Regions from separate parts of the Mus musculus genome. Here region 2 is linked to region 1. Evidence: chromatin contacts called from public promoter capture Hi-C data. All regions are on one chromosome and are shown on one strand. The core of a region is the stretch at or near the end of the contact, and the rest is flanking DNA. Distances in the headings are between cores, read along the strand shown. Region 1 holds the start of Rps6ka4 (ribosomal protein S6 kinase, polypeptide 4). Region 2 holds the start of Spindoc (spindlin interactor and repressor of chromatin binding).

Evidence for each region. Promoter capture Hi-C pulls out the DNA fragments that hold promoters and counts their contacts.
Region 2: a promoter capture Hi-C map of liver shows a contact between it and region 1, with 2.8 times the contacts expected there.

What each region holds. Positions count from the first base shown.
Region 1 is chr19:6,838,139-6,844,939 of GRCm38.p6, forward strand. Rps6ka4 (ribosomal protein S6 kinase, polypeptide 4) reads right to left here and starts at 2,489. Exons shown (of 18, transcript NM_019924.2): 1 at 2,355-2,489; 2 at 2,196-2,267; 3 at 1,322-1,540; 4 at 1,114-1,229; 5 at 1-24. The coding sequence starts at 2,409. Ccdc88b (coiled-coil domain containing 88B) reads right to left here. Exons shown (of 27, transcript NM_001081291.1): 27 at 6,485-6,801.
Region 2 is chr19:7,379,110-7,385,997 of GRCm38.p6, forward strand. It overlaps Spindoc (spindlin interactor and repressor of chromatin binding), which reads right to left and starts at 3,917. Exons shown (of 6, transcript NM_001033139.3): 1 at 3,563-3,917. The coding sequence starts at 3,692. It overlaps 1700105P06Rik (RIKEN cDNA 1700105P06 gene), which reads left to right and starts at 3,894. Exons shown (of 1, transcript NR_045703.1): 1 at 3,894-4,452.

The DNA.
Region 1 (6,801 bases), core at 1,239-3,738:
CAGGTCCCGGTAGATGATACCCAGCTGTCAGGAGCAGATGGGACGTTGAGTGCCACCCTGAGAGACACACTACACAGCCACAGCCCTGTGGGTCCCTGCGGGTCCCTGTAGGTCCCCACGTAGGATAAAGAGATGCCCTGAAGATCTTTCACCTGCAGGGAGAACTCCAGGGCAGGATAAAGCTGGGCAGAGCTAGTTATTAGATAAGAAAAGCCACTGGATCCAGGCATGTAAACTCATGCCTATCCTCCTAGTGCCCAGGAGGCTAAGGCAGCCAGCTGAGGCTAGCCGAGGTTAGCCAGCAATTACCAGGAGAGCCGGGTTACTGAGCAAGACCCTCAAAACAAAACAACGAACAAAGAGGAAAAGGAAGAGATCAAAGAGAAAAAAATAAGGACCAAGGCTGGGTGGGACTGGTTAGAAGAGCACCTAGCATGGGGCCCTGGGCTGGGTCCCCAGCACCCCATGAAACCAGGAGTGATCAACAAGCCTGAACTCTCAAAGAGACAAGGGCTGCAGGATTCGAAGTTCAAGGTCATCTTGACTACACAGGGATCTGAAGGCCAGCTTGGGCTACATGAGATGGCTACAGGAAGAGTTAAACAGGGGACCATCGAGAGGGCTCAGCAGAGAGAGTGCCGGCAATCTGAGATGGATCTCAGAACCCATGCAAAGGTGGAAGGATATTGTTAATGTCACAGAATCTGACCCACACATGTGCTCTGGCACATATGCACATACACACACCACACATGCACAAAATAAAAGCAAGTAAGAAGGGACTCAAGAAGGGCCACCAAAGGTACCCTGCATTGAGAAGTCCTGTGCACAGGCCCCAAGGCGCCCAGGAGTGTGAACAAAAAGCCCCATTTCAGAGGTCTTGGTAACTGAGGTCTGAGGTCACCACTTAAGGAAGTCCGATGAAGGTTAGCCTAGGTTCCTGTTGGAGGAAAGCCCCTTCCAGAAGGTTCTGGAGCAGAAGACCCTTCCAGGTAGTGCTGTCTCAAGCAGTTCTTTCAAGGTCCCCGCCCAGGCCACCCCTGAAACAGGAAGCCCCTCATTAGGTTCAGGGCAGTCCCAGGAGAGCAGCCAAAAGGCAGGGCCGTCTCTTACCTTGTGCAGGTGTTCCAGGGCCAGCACAATCTCGCCCCCATACACTCGAACCTCAGCCTCCTTGAAGTACTGGCGCTGGTAGAGGTGAGTGAACATCTCACCACCGCTCACGTAGTCTGGGAGTGAGGAGACGTTGAAATGTTTCCCTACAAGGTAGCCTAATCTAACTCCCGTCCCTCTCCAAAGCTGAGATGTGACAGGCCCTCACCCAGGATGAGGTGCAGCTTGGCATCCGTCTGGAAGGCGTAGTGCAGTGTGACCAGGAAGGGTGCTTGGCGAACCAGCTCCAGCACCGAGCGTTCGGTGCGGGTATGCTCCTGTGTCTTCGCGCGCTGCACCAACGCCGCCTTGCGTAGCACCTTCATGGCATAGAGCTTGCCCGCGTCGTGCCCACCCGTCTTCCGCACCAGGAACACCTTCCCATAGGCTGTGGGAGCAGCAAGCAAGCGGTTGGAAGGTGGGCTGTAAGTGCGAGGGCGGTGCAGACTGGTGGGAAGGGGGGTGCAAAAGGCTGACAGAGCCTTCTAAGGAGAAGGTGAGCCCTCCCTGGAGGGTGCTCGGTTAAGCCTGAAAAGCAATTTGCAGTGCAAACTAGCCTGGGGAGCTTGCAACTCCAGAAGGCCTGCGGGGCGGGGAAGGGGCGGGGCACGTGCAAACCTGGGATGATCAAGAGAGCTGAGAAAAGATGAAAACGCTGGCACCGGAGGCAGAGGCGCGCTCCCAGTCAGCGGAGGGATGTGCAAACCCGGACTGGGGAATTTGCAAAATACAAGAGTGGGGCTCGCAAGGGAAGATGGGGAGAGAAGCTGTGCAAAGCTCTTGGGAGGGAGTCAAAACCCCAAAGAGGCTAGGAAATCGCGGCAGGGGGCACGCACGCATAGGACTTTGCAGAGAAGAGTCCTGTCAACGTGGACGCCCGGCAAGTAGGCTCGGAACCCTGGTACGGTAGGGCGGGGCGGGCAAGGGGAGCTATGCCGGGAAAGGGTGGGGGGACCTCCCCAGCAACCAGGCCCAGGCCCAGGTCCAGGCGAGTGGGCGGGCAGAAGGCCCAAAGCACCATGCCAGTGAAAGCGGTTTCTCACCTCCCGTGCCCAGCACCTTGAGCAGCGCGAAGTTCTCCACGCTCACCTTCTCCTCATGCCCGGTGAGGTTGGCTGCGGACACAGGGGGGCGAGTGAGCCCAGAGGGTCGCTGACTCTTGCCACCCGTCCGGGAGAGCCGCCTCGGGATCCGGCACCCACCTTCGGTGATCTGCAGCTCCACGGCGCAGCCCTCGTCCTCATCCTCGTCTCCCATGGCGGGCGGGTCGCTGGGGCCCGCGCGGCTGGGGCTACGGGCGGCGCCGGTTACATGGCGGCTCCGGCCGGGGCGGGTGCTTCCTGGTGCCGCCTCTGGGGCCGAGCGGGCGCCGGCACCGCCTCCCGGCTCCCAGCCCGCCCCGTGCGGCCTGAGTCAGGCGGCTGGAACGTGACGGAGCGGGGCTGCGGGTGGGAAGCATCAGACGGTGGCAGGGTCTCCTGGCCCCGGGACCAGTGAGAGCCGTGCAGGGCCTTTGGGTGACATGTGGCTGCAGCTGGAGTAAGCCTCCTAGCCAGGTGTCTGTCCAGCAGGATATGGAGGACACTAGAGGTCTGTGTCCCAGGATTTGAGGAGGGCTGCCCACCCAGGCTGATGGAGCCCTCCCTCCCACGTGGCAGCCTTGCCTCTTCTGCTCCTCTTAGCCAACAGACACAAATCACAGCCCACTTCCTTCTTTAGGACCACTCGTTACACTCGTTAAGCTCAGCAAATACACTGGAGATCTTTATATTCCCTGGACACAGGAGCCCTAGGCTCTTGATGCTGGGCCGGCAATGGGCATCCTGAGAGTACACTTCAGAAACAGGAAGCCACTTTACATGGGTAAAGTTGCTTTTGCCCCAAAGGAGACCAACTGAGTTGGATGCCTAGTTCCCTCCCACATGGTAAAAAGAAAGAACCGACTTCCACAAGCTGCCCTTAGATCTAAGTGCCTGCACCTACATACAATGCAAACATATGGCATAATATAAAATAAATGTAATTTCAAAAAGAATTAAAGAGGGAGCCTGCAGGGCTGATTGCACAAGGACCCCACTCCACCTTTCCCAGGGAGCCCCACCCTCCCTGGGGCAGCCTCGGGTGCCCTGACTCACATCCTGCCACCCAGCCTAATTGTCCCTGTATTCGTTTGCTTCTTTGTTGCTGTGATAAAACGTTCTGACTTAAAGCAGCTTGGGGAAGGGGCAGTTATTTGGTTTGCAGGCTACAGTCCATAACTGAGGGAAGTCAAGGCAGAAACTCAAGGCTGGAACCTGGAGATCAGAACTGAAGCAGAGACCATGGAGGAGCACTGCTTATGATGAGGAGCACTGCTTATGAGGAGCACTGCTTACTGACTTTCATCCCTTGACTTTTTCAGCTAGCTTTATTACATAACCCAAGCCCATCTAGCTAGGGATGTATCACCCACAGTGACTTAGGCCTTCCTATAATCAATTTGCAATCAAGAAAATGCCTCCACAAATATGCCCATGGGCTAATCTGCTGGAAGCAGTCTCTCAGCTGTGAGGTTCCCTCTACCTAGGTGTCTAGTTTGACAAAAGAACTATGACATTTCACCCCGTCAGCTCGTCTGTGTTAAAGCATAGCCTTTCCTTTCTTATTTGTCCTTAAGGTCTCATGCTAGCATCCCAATATTTTAAGAAGGTAGCATACACCTTTAATCCCAGCACTCAGAAGGCAGAGGTAAGTGGACCTCTGAGTTCGAGGCCAGCCTGGTCTACAGAGTGAGTTCCAGGAGAACCAGGGCTACACAGAGAAACCCTGTCTCAAAAAAAAAACAAAACAAAACAAAAACAAAAAGCAAACAAACAAAAAAACCAATAACTGGATAGTCTTTATTATCTTTTTAAATAAAATCTAGTCTCTTAAATGTGGGCTACTGTAAAGTCTAAAATACTGACATACTTTAAGATTTCTTTATTTTATTTATTTATCTTCTGGCCTCAAATCATTGAAGCTGCTCTGCTCTGCTAGCCTGCCATCCACAGAACACATGGCTTGTCTTGAAGGCTTGAGTCAGTTCCTTTCCACAACTGCTGCTGTCCTTAGCATTTGTCCCACATTCCTGGTATCTCCCAGATCCTGAGGTCTCCACTGCGACTGAGACTGGACCTTCACCACAGACCTCCTGGCCCCCTTCTGGGACTCTGACCTTGCTACATGGTACCAAGCCTCAGCTGTTCTCCATGACCCTTCCAGGCCTTTGAAACCAGTACCATTTGGAAGCCTCTTACACATTGTTTGCCAAGTTTGATTGACAGCTTAAGATGCAGCCTTGGCCCCTACTTGGCCACAGCTTCTGTGTGGTGACCCTGAGAAACATTCTCCACAAGATTTTGCCTCAGTGACACTGGTTTCTTATTAGTAGTAGCTGAGTCAGCCCTAGCTGACAAACATTTGTTGTCTCAGTAAATCAAAGGTTTCACTGATTTTTTTTCCTCCTGTTTTTTTGGGACGGGATTTCTCTGTGTAGCCCCAGCTATCCTGGAATTTGCTCCATCGGCCAGACTAGCCTCAGACTCAGAGATTCACCTGCCTCTGCCTCCTGGGTGCTGGAATCAAAGGTGTGCACCACCACAGCCCAGATCACTTCTACTGATTCTTATTTCAAATATATCATATGGATAACCCTGACAAACTCTGAAACTTCACAAGCCAAGCCACCATTGTCTGCACTGCTCTCACTGTGGTCTCCAAGTTCCCACAACAGTTCCTTAAGCTCTGAGCACTCGACAGCATACAAGCCACATGGTCCATCAACTTCTATATTAGTTTGCTTCTCTGTGACTGTGATTTAAAAAAAAATACTCTGGCAAAAAGTAACTTGTGGGAAAAAAAGTTTTAGCTGGCAAGCCAAGCCAAGCCAAGGCAAGAACATAGAGGTAGGAACTTGTAGCTGTCTTTTGCTACTTTGTGGGGTTTTTCTCCCACTCTTCTCTACCCCTTTTCTCCCACCCTTTCAATTTCCTAACACAGGGTAAGAGAGAAAAAAGGATAGAGGGGAAAGGAAAGAGATCCCTGAAGAAAGCCAAGGTGAGAAAGGAGGGAGACATTATTGTTAGACTTCCTGCTGACTAGGGGTTTCCAGTTCCTTGGTGCAAGTTTAATCTTCACCATCAGGTTATCTAATTTCTTCTTGTTTCTTCTTCGTGCACACGACTTAACAACCCACGTAGCCTCTCAACCCACGTAGCCTCTCAAGGGCCCTAGTGTCTGTTTATATACCCTTTGAGAACTCCAGAATTCCAAAAGTCACATAACACAGTCTCAGGAACTCTCTGCCCCATATCCCACACCTGGGATTAAAACTAAAATACATTCACATAATATTTCTGTGGTTTTCAAAGAAACCAAAATTCCAGAGTTGTCCCAGCAGGAACTGGAGTGGAGACCATGGAGTGGAGACCGTGGAGGGATGCTGCTTGTTCCCTTGCTTCCTCTGCCGTGCTCGGCTGCCTTTCCTTCCTTCCTTCCTTCCTTTCTTTCTTTCTTTCTTTCTTTCTTTCTTTCTTTCTTTCAAGATTTTTATTATTTTTAACTGGTGATCATGGAAGCCAGAGGCATTCCCTAGAGCTGGAGTTACAGAAAGCTGTGAGCTTCCCAATGTGGGCCTTGCAGAAGAGCAGTGAGTGCTCTCAACTATTGAGCCATGCCTCCAGGGTCTCTCCTAGCTTTTTTATACAGCCCAGGATCACCTGCCTAGGGACATAGCATCACAGTGGACTGAGCCATCCTACATCAATCAAGAGAATGCCTCCGTAGACACTCCCGTATGCCAATCAGATGGTGACAATTTCTCTGTTAGCTTTCCTCTTCCCAGGTGTCAAATTGACAACTAAAGCTGTATCAGTTCCCTTTTGTCATCCTGGTGACCCAGCTCAGAGATGTGCCATACCACCTCTTATAGAAACCAGACTGTGAGCTCCCTGAGGAGCTGACCAGGGGTTTCCAGTTCCTTGGTTCCTCCAAAGCGGTTGGGTGGGGGAAGATGAGGAGGTTGGAAAACATGGAGAGAGAAAAGTGCCCTGAGAGGCAGGGTCAGGCCAACTAAGTTCACTGTTCTCATATCCCAGACCCCAGGTCTCATCCGCTGTTAAATGCCTACCCAGGCCCTGCCCCCATTGGCTGGTTACCTGGCGGGCTCATGCAGGTTTTCACAAGGCCAAATGGCCACACTATGATTCCTTTTGCTGCCTGATCCAGGCATGGCTCCCTGACTACAGAAGCCCACAGCAATAGACGTCCCCAGCACCTCCAGTCTCCCACAAGCAGCCAGCAGACACAGAACCCAGATTCAAGGGGTTTCAGCTTTATTCTTCTTTCCCTCGTGTCCCAGACAATGCTCAGATATCAGCCCAGGCCTGTCCCCAGGGAATGGGCCTTAGCTCCCCATCTAGAGCTGGCAGAGGGTTTTCTTGCCCACTCTTGCCAGCCGTCTTCAGCTGGGGAGTCTCCCAGGGATCGTCTCCTTGGTGAGGGCTGTACTTCAGAGCAAGAGCCCTGGCCAGGAGCTCCCGGTTTGGACCAATCATCTCCCCTGTCCACAGCCTCGTCCCAGCTCCTTCTCAGAGCCCCAGTATAGGCTGTGGGGGACCTGAGAGCCCA
Region 2 (6,888 bases), core at 2,667-5,166, 540 kb after region 1:
AAATGGCTGTCCTGCCAAAGGTCAGCCTGTCTCTTACAAGGAAAAGCCTTCCTTTTCTAGGGTGCTCCTGAAGGATGTGCAATGATGGCCATGTCCCTGTGGCTTGTGTTACCAGATCTCTGAGATGAGAAAAGTTCCCTCGGAGCAGAACTGCTCAATGCAGAGGCAGTCTGGTCCTCTTCTGTCTGTGCCTGTGAATCCGAGTACTATAACTCCTCCTCTACCAACTGGGACCTAGGAAAAGGGCACTTCTGGAATAGTCTAGGTTCTATAAGACTGGACCCCTAGTTTCAATTGATCTTTTTCTCTTAATTCTCCTAAACCAGGGTTCATGAAGGTCAACCAGCCCAGCCAGCACTTCTTCCTCACAGTACTTTTAATCTTGACTTCTGCTACTCAAAAGCATTCAGGAAACTACATGCCTTTGGTTCTCTTTCTGTTCCTCCTCTTGTCACCTACCTGGGTCTTTCCCCTTCCCTTCGGAAAATCACACTGACGACTATTTCCTCAACTCCCCACAGAAGCTGACCATCTCATCCCCCTCTGTGCCATATTTCCTCCACAGCACAGTATAGGCCCTCAACAGATGTCTGTTTGTGTCTAAATCTCAAGCACTAACAGCACTAGACATCAATGACAAGGGACTGACCTCAGCTCTTTGATCCCTTTGGCCTCCTCCTTTGGGTAATTCTCACCTGCTGCCTTCTGACAACTCCCATACTTTCCTTCAGCAGTAGTGGGACTGACTGAAGGGCCATAGACTTGTACTTGGTAGCTAGCTGAGTATTCACCAATGAACTCTATTTCTAGCTATCTTTTTTACTCTGAGACAAGATCTACTATCCAGGCTGGCTGAGAATTTGTGATCCTCCTGCATCAGACTCCTGAGTAACTCAAATTACAAGCCTGATAAGCATATCAGGCCTGGCAACTCATATTTATACCCAGGCAAGACACCCAAGAGAATTCTAGATGTCGATATCCAACTACCTACCTAATCATGATCCTAGAGCCTATAAGAGACGTTGAATTTAACAATATTCAAAGCCTATTCCCAATCTACACCGCAGCAGTCTCAGTAAACTGGGAGATAATCCTTCCACTTTCAAGTAACAAGACTGGTAGTTTGAGTGACAATGGCCTCCAAAAGACTCATACTCATGAATGCTTGGTCCATGGATAGTGGAACTGTTTGAGAATTAGAAGGTGTGGTTTGTAAGAGGTGGTGGATCTCTAGGCTTTGAGCTTTTAAATGCCGAATGCCATTCCCAGTTAGTACATATGCTCTTTCTCTCTGCCTCCCCCAGTTACCGCCTGTTCTCTCTCTGCCTTGTGCTTGTGGAACAGGTTAAGCTCTCAGCTATTGCCCCAGAACTATGCCTGCCTGCTGTCATGCTTTTAGTTATGATGGTCATGGACTCTAACCCTAAACACTCAACTTTAAAAAAACCCAAAACTATAGTTTTGGTGTTTTGAGACTGGGTTTTCCTATGTAACCCTGGCTGTCCCTGGGCCTCAAATGTTAAGATTTAAAGGTGTATGCCAGGAAGTCCCATAAACACCTTTTGTTTATACTTTGCATTGGTCATGGTGTTTGTCACAATAGAAAAGTAACTAAGACAAAAACAAAACAAAACAAAACAAAAAAACCAACACCTTATTTTTTCTTTTAGAAAACATTATCTCATCCGGGGGTGGTGGCACACGCCTTTAGTCCTAGCACTTGGGAGGCAGAGGCAGGCAGATTTCTGAGTTCGAGGCCAGCCTGGTCTACAGAGTGAGTTCCAGGACAGCCAGGACTATACAGAGAAACCCTGTCTCTGTACCAAACCAAACCAAACCAAACCAAACCAAAACTATCTCACTATAGCTCTGGTTGGCCTGCAACTATATAGACTAGGATGACCTGAAACTCCCAAGTCTGCCTGCCTCTGCCTCCTGAGTGACAGAATTAAAGATGTGCACCACTGTGCTGAGCCCAAAGAATAATACTTTGAACTCATCCACTTTCTCATACTCTAGATGTTCTTAGAACCTTGAGCTAAGCCAAGAGGCTTCTAAAATCTTTCCACTTGGTCTTCTAAGCTCTCTTTCATTCTTACTAGAGATACTTTTCCTAACAAGAGAAACAAATTCTAACTAGCCTCTCATTTCTCTTTATCCCCATTCTGTAGTCTCTAAACGAACTGATTACTGGGCAGGGAGAAGACTGGGCTAGTAAGAGCTCTTACTGCCAACCCTGATGAACCAAATTCAATGCCACAGTGCTGTGAGAACTGACTCCCAAGAGTTGCCCAGATCTCTTCATACTTGACGCAACTGACAAACAGACACAGGCACAGACACACACAACAAAGAGAACTCACTGCCACCTAACATACTATTCGATATTTACCTGCTGGCTACCACTGGATGCACACTTAAGAGCAGGGTTTCACTTACCCTGGTCCCTACTGTTTACCATTCTCAGCTCTGCCTGAAGCTATATGCTTGGCATATAGCTGCCCACTAAAGCTGAAGAATGAACCTCTGTAGATGTCTACTTCCCTCTCACAGTGATGAAGCCATCTTGGTTAAGCACTCTATAAACCAGCACAAGTAAAAAATAACCTGTGTGATGCACCAAACAGTGAGAGGAATGTGCCCCACCCCCCAATTTCCTAACCTTCCCTCCCATCTCCAAAAATGAGTTAAAGAAACACAATGACCAATTTGGTTCTCAATCTATTCTGGGTACTGTCATGCTTAAGGGAAACAGGTATTCCACCCTAAGGAAATATTTGCATTTTTCATGACTAATTATCTTCCACAAAGGTAGCTCTTTGTTTTCTCCTTTGGACCAGAGAGGCTGGGGAAGGAGGACGGGAAGGGAGAGCAATGTATTCCCAGATTGTCCCTCAAACACCTCCTTTGGTGACTAATCTCCATGTAGATGACATGGCTTGTTACCCACCCCCAAGCAAGTCCCGCTTTTCTCAAACGGGGTGCTACTAGCAATTCCATTCAAATGCCGGGTTTTAGACTTGACACCTGTGGCTCCTGAAACAGAAGGCCTAGAGGATTGAGGACGGGTGGAGGCTTCTACTTACTGGGTTATTTCCCCTCTCTGGAGGTCGCCAGCCGCGCCAGCCTTCACCTCCGTTATCACTACGGGGGACTAGCCTGGGGCCTAGAGGCCTGGTCGCCCCTCGGCCTAAGAAACAGACCGGAACCGGGAGACAACAGCCGGGCACAAACCACTGTACTGGGAATCCGGCCTCTACTCTGGGCCCGAGGGGGCGCAGGGAACCGGAAGACCTGAACCGCTCCTTCGGTGTGGATGGAAGTCTCTAGACCCTGAGCGGGGGAGGGGCGGCGGAGGAAGGGGGGCTCCGAGAGGCCTGGGATTCCAAACCCGGTGGGGGAGGAGCGAGGGCGCCGTAGCCGCGGACCGGACAGGGAAGGGCCCTCTGGGGCTGCAGATGCCGGCCCAGGGAAGCGCCTGGGGACCGGGAACCGGGGACCGGGACCTGGAGATCTAGTCCCGGACCACCAAGCGGAAGTGAGGTGTCCCCCCCCTCACCTCGGAGCATCGGCTCGGGCCGCGGGATCACGGCCACCACCACGGCCTCGTCGTCATCATCCCCTTCCTCACACTTGAGCGTCACCTCGAAGCAATCCAGAGCCGCGGCGCCCTTGGCTTTCAGGGCCATGGCGAGGCGAAGAAGGGCGACCGGATAGCCGAGGACGTTCGCACAGACCTCGGCGCACCGCCTGTGGCGGCCGCCTCCTGCCCCGGACCACCCCGGGCCCGCGGCTCGCCTAGCTCACCCGCCGCTCGCCCGGCCGCCCCGCCAGCCACGGGCTTCAACGCGTCACGACCCCGGGCGGGGAGGGTTCGATCCGGGGCCCCCAACCCCGCCGCTCCCTTTTATGGAGGCTCATTGTCAGCGTCCGTCCGGCAGTCCCGCCTCCAGACCAGGCTGGCCAATCACGTGAGGACACGCCCCCTAGCCCCGCCCCAGCCACAGGTCTGGGCCAGAACCCTGTGCAGCGCGTTTGTCTCTGGCCGGTTTGCTCGGCGGCGAAGCCTGGAGTTTTCCTGGGAGCGGCGCCGGCAGCCTTGGAGACCCGGTAGGGCATCCCCACCAATGGCTGGAGGAAAGGGCTGCTCGGCATCTTACTTCTTGGCTTTCCCCTGACTAGCTGCCTGCCTGGGAGGCAACACAGACGAGAAAAGACCGGTGGGGATGTGTGAAGGATACATAGGCTCAGAAGTGTGGAGACATCTCTTCTAATTTCTTTGGGCCTCGTTCCTTTCTACTAGCACATACGCTTTAGGGAAAGAAAAATCACTTTGGATCCTCCTAAACAAAGATTCTAGAAGATGAAGAGGACAAGAGTGGCGTGTGGGCGTGTGTAAACCGCTTCCGATGGATATAATTTACGTTAAAAACAAAACAAAACAAAAAACGTGAGTCCAGAGAGTGTGGCCTTTTCCCAGGACACAGCAAATCCCCTGAGAGCCTCCAAGACCGGGATCCGGTTGCTATGGCGCTGCTGCCTGGCATTCGTGCCTGAGTGAAGACTGTCACAATGGGCACTTACACTTCTGCATAACATCCCCTCCCCACACACATACACACACCAGACACGCTAGATTTCAGCTGAGAAACGGCAAAAATGTCTGGCACTCAAAATTCTGATTTTAAGTGCTACCAACAGTAATTATCAGCCCAGAAACAGTAATTGTGGATGATGTAGGAGGCTAGGGGACAGAAGAGAAACAGTTCACTTACCGTATATTGTGTGTGTGTGTGTGTGTGTGTGTGTGTGTGTGTGTGTGTGTGTTTGTGTGTGCGCGCGCGCCCTGGGCATACCCACCCCCCCCCCATCCACTGCATAACCAGCTTTTATTTTGTTGAGATAAGGACTCACTTTCATGTCAGTCTGACCTGGAATCTGTGTAACCCTGCTTGCCCCAAACCTTTTCCTCCTCCCTCCATTCCCCTGGCACAAGGATTAAAGGTCTGAGCTGACACCACATACAGCAGCCACAATAGAAAGAACTGAGGAAATTTCTATTACTTTGAAATGTACCCAGTACTAAAAAGATACTCCAAATCAAGCAATTTCCTAGGCCTGGATAGTTCTTACCTAAAGGCTGTTCTTTGCTTTTTGCCCAATGCCTCTGGGTAGGTAGTCTGTTCTGTTTTTGCAGTGGGCTGGCTACAGGACTCAAGCTTCCGGGAGATTGTGACTAAGGCCTGAAAGGCAAGAAAAAGAAAAGCCTGTTATTTCCCTCCCTCTGTCCCTCCTGAGTTCTAACTCCTCCTGAGCAGGTGAGGCTGTGTCTCCAGTGTCTTTGTGAGTCCTTGGTTTGTGTCACTTCCCTGTTGGGCTTCCAGCCCTTCTGTCACCCTGTCACTTGGGTCACCCTGTGGTTCCTATTTCTTGTTTGATTCCAAAGCGATGGGTAGCCCTAGTATTGCACCAGATTCTTATTTAATTATATATATTTGTTTTCTTATGGGTTGTGCACCAGAGTACTTGTCTGAAGGCTAGAGCAACAGCTTCGGGGAGCTGGTTCTCGTCTTTGTGTGGGCTCTGGGGATTGTACACTGGTTTGTCACTAGCCCTCTACCATATACTTAATAGACTAGTTCTTTGGCCATCACGAGTGTAAGTGACAATTTTGGAATTTTAGTTTCTTTGGGAAAATAAAACACAAAAATATAAGAATACTCCAGGCAGTGGTGGCCCACGCCTTTGATCCCAGCACTAGGGAGGCAGAGGCAGGCAGATTTCTGAGTTCAAGGCCAGCCTGGTCTACAGAATGAGTTCCAGGACAGCCAGGACTACACAGAGAATCTCTCTCATATATATATATATATAATTTTAATCCCAGGTGTGGGATATGGGGCTGCTTCGATTTGTCCACAGCAGCTGACTATGGTTTGCCTCATGCTCTAGCAGGGGTGTGATTTTGTCAGCTGCAAATAGTTTCTGCATTTATGTGACATTTGGAATTCTGAGGATTTCTGAGAGGGTATATAAATGGTAGGGTGGAATTTGTGGTGATAGTGGTGGAGGAGGTGGTGTATAGTTGGGGAGTTGTCAGTTGGTTTTTGGTCAGTTTAAGTAGTCCCACACAAAGAAGAAACGAGAAATTAGATATCCCGGTGGCAAAGATCAAACTTGCCCCAAGGAACCTGACACCCCTAATCAGCAGGAAGTAGTCTAATGATAGCATCATCCCTTTCTAACCTCCCACTTTATTCAGGGTCTCTTTCCTTTCCTTGATATCCTTTTCTCTCCTCTGTTGGCCTTCTTGCTCAAATAGAAAGGCATCCTGGGACTCAAAAGCCCAAGAACAGGGAAGCCCAGGAACCTCACAGCAGCTCCCAGAGGAGGGAATCCCCAGCTAAGCTAAGGAGCCTCAGTCCTGTTCCATTTCACTTCTCATTGCTTCTTGGCTTCTTTCTATGAGTCACAACAGGTAGCAAATTCCATAATAAGAGATTTATTGGGAGGATCAAGGGTGTGGAGGGCCCAGGGGTGGCTGCCTCTGCTACTGGGAGTGAACAGCAAGGAACTGACACAGGTTCTTACTGGGCAGAGCTTTCTAGTTAGATATTTCCAGGTGAGGATTGGTAGGATTTTTAAATCCTGAATTTGGGAAGCTCAGGGATTGTGGGTTTTGTTCAGACTTTTCAAAATACAAAATAATTGTATTTTGAGTAAACTAGTTATTTAGAATTTGTTTCACTTAAGGCGAGTGCACCACTTATGAAATCATGGCTTTAAAAAAAGATCTATTTATTTATTTGTTTATGTATGTGAGTGTACTGTTGCTGTCTACAGACACACCAGAAGAGGGCATCAGATCTCGTTACAGATGGTTGTGAG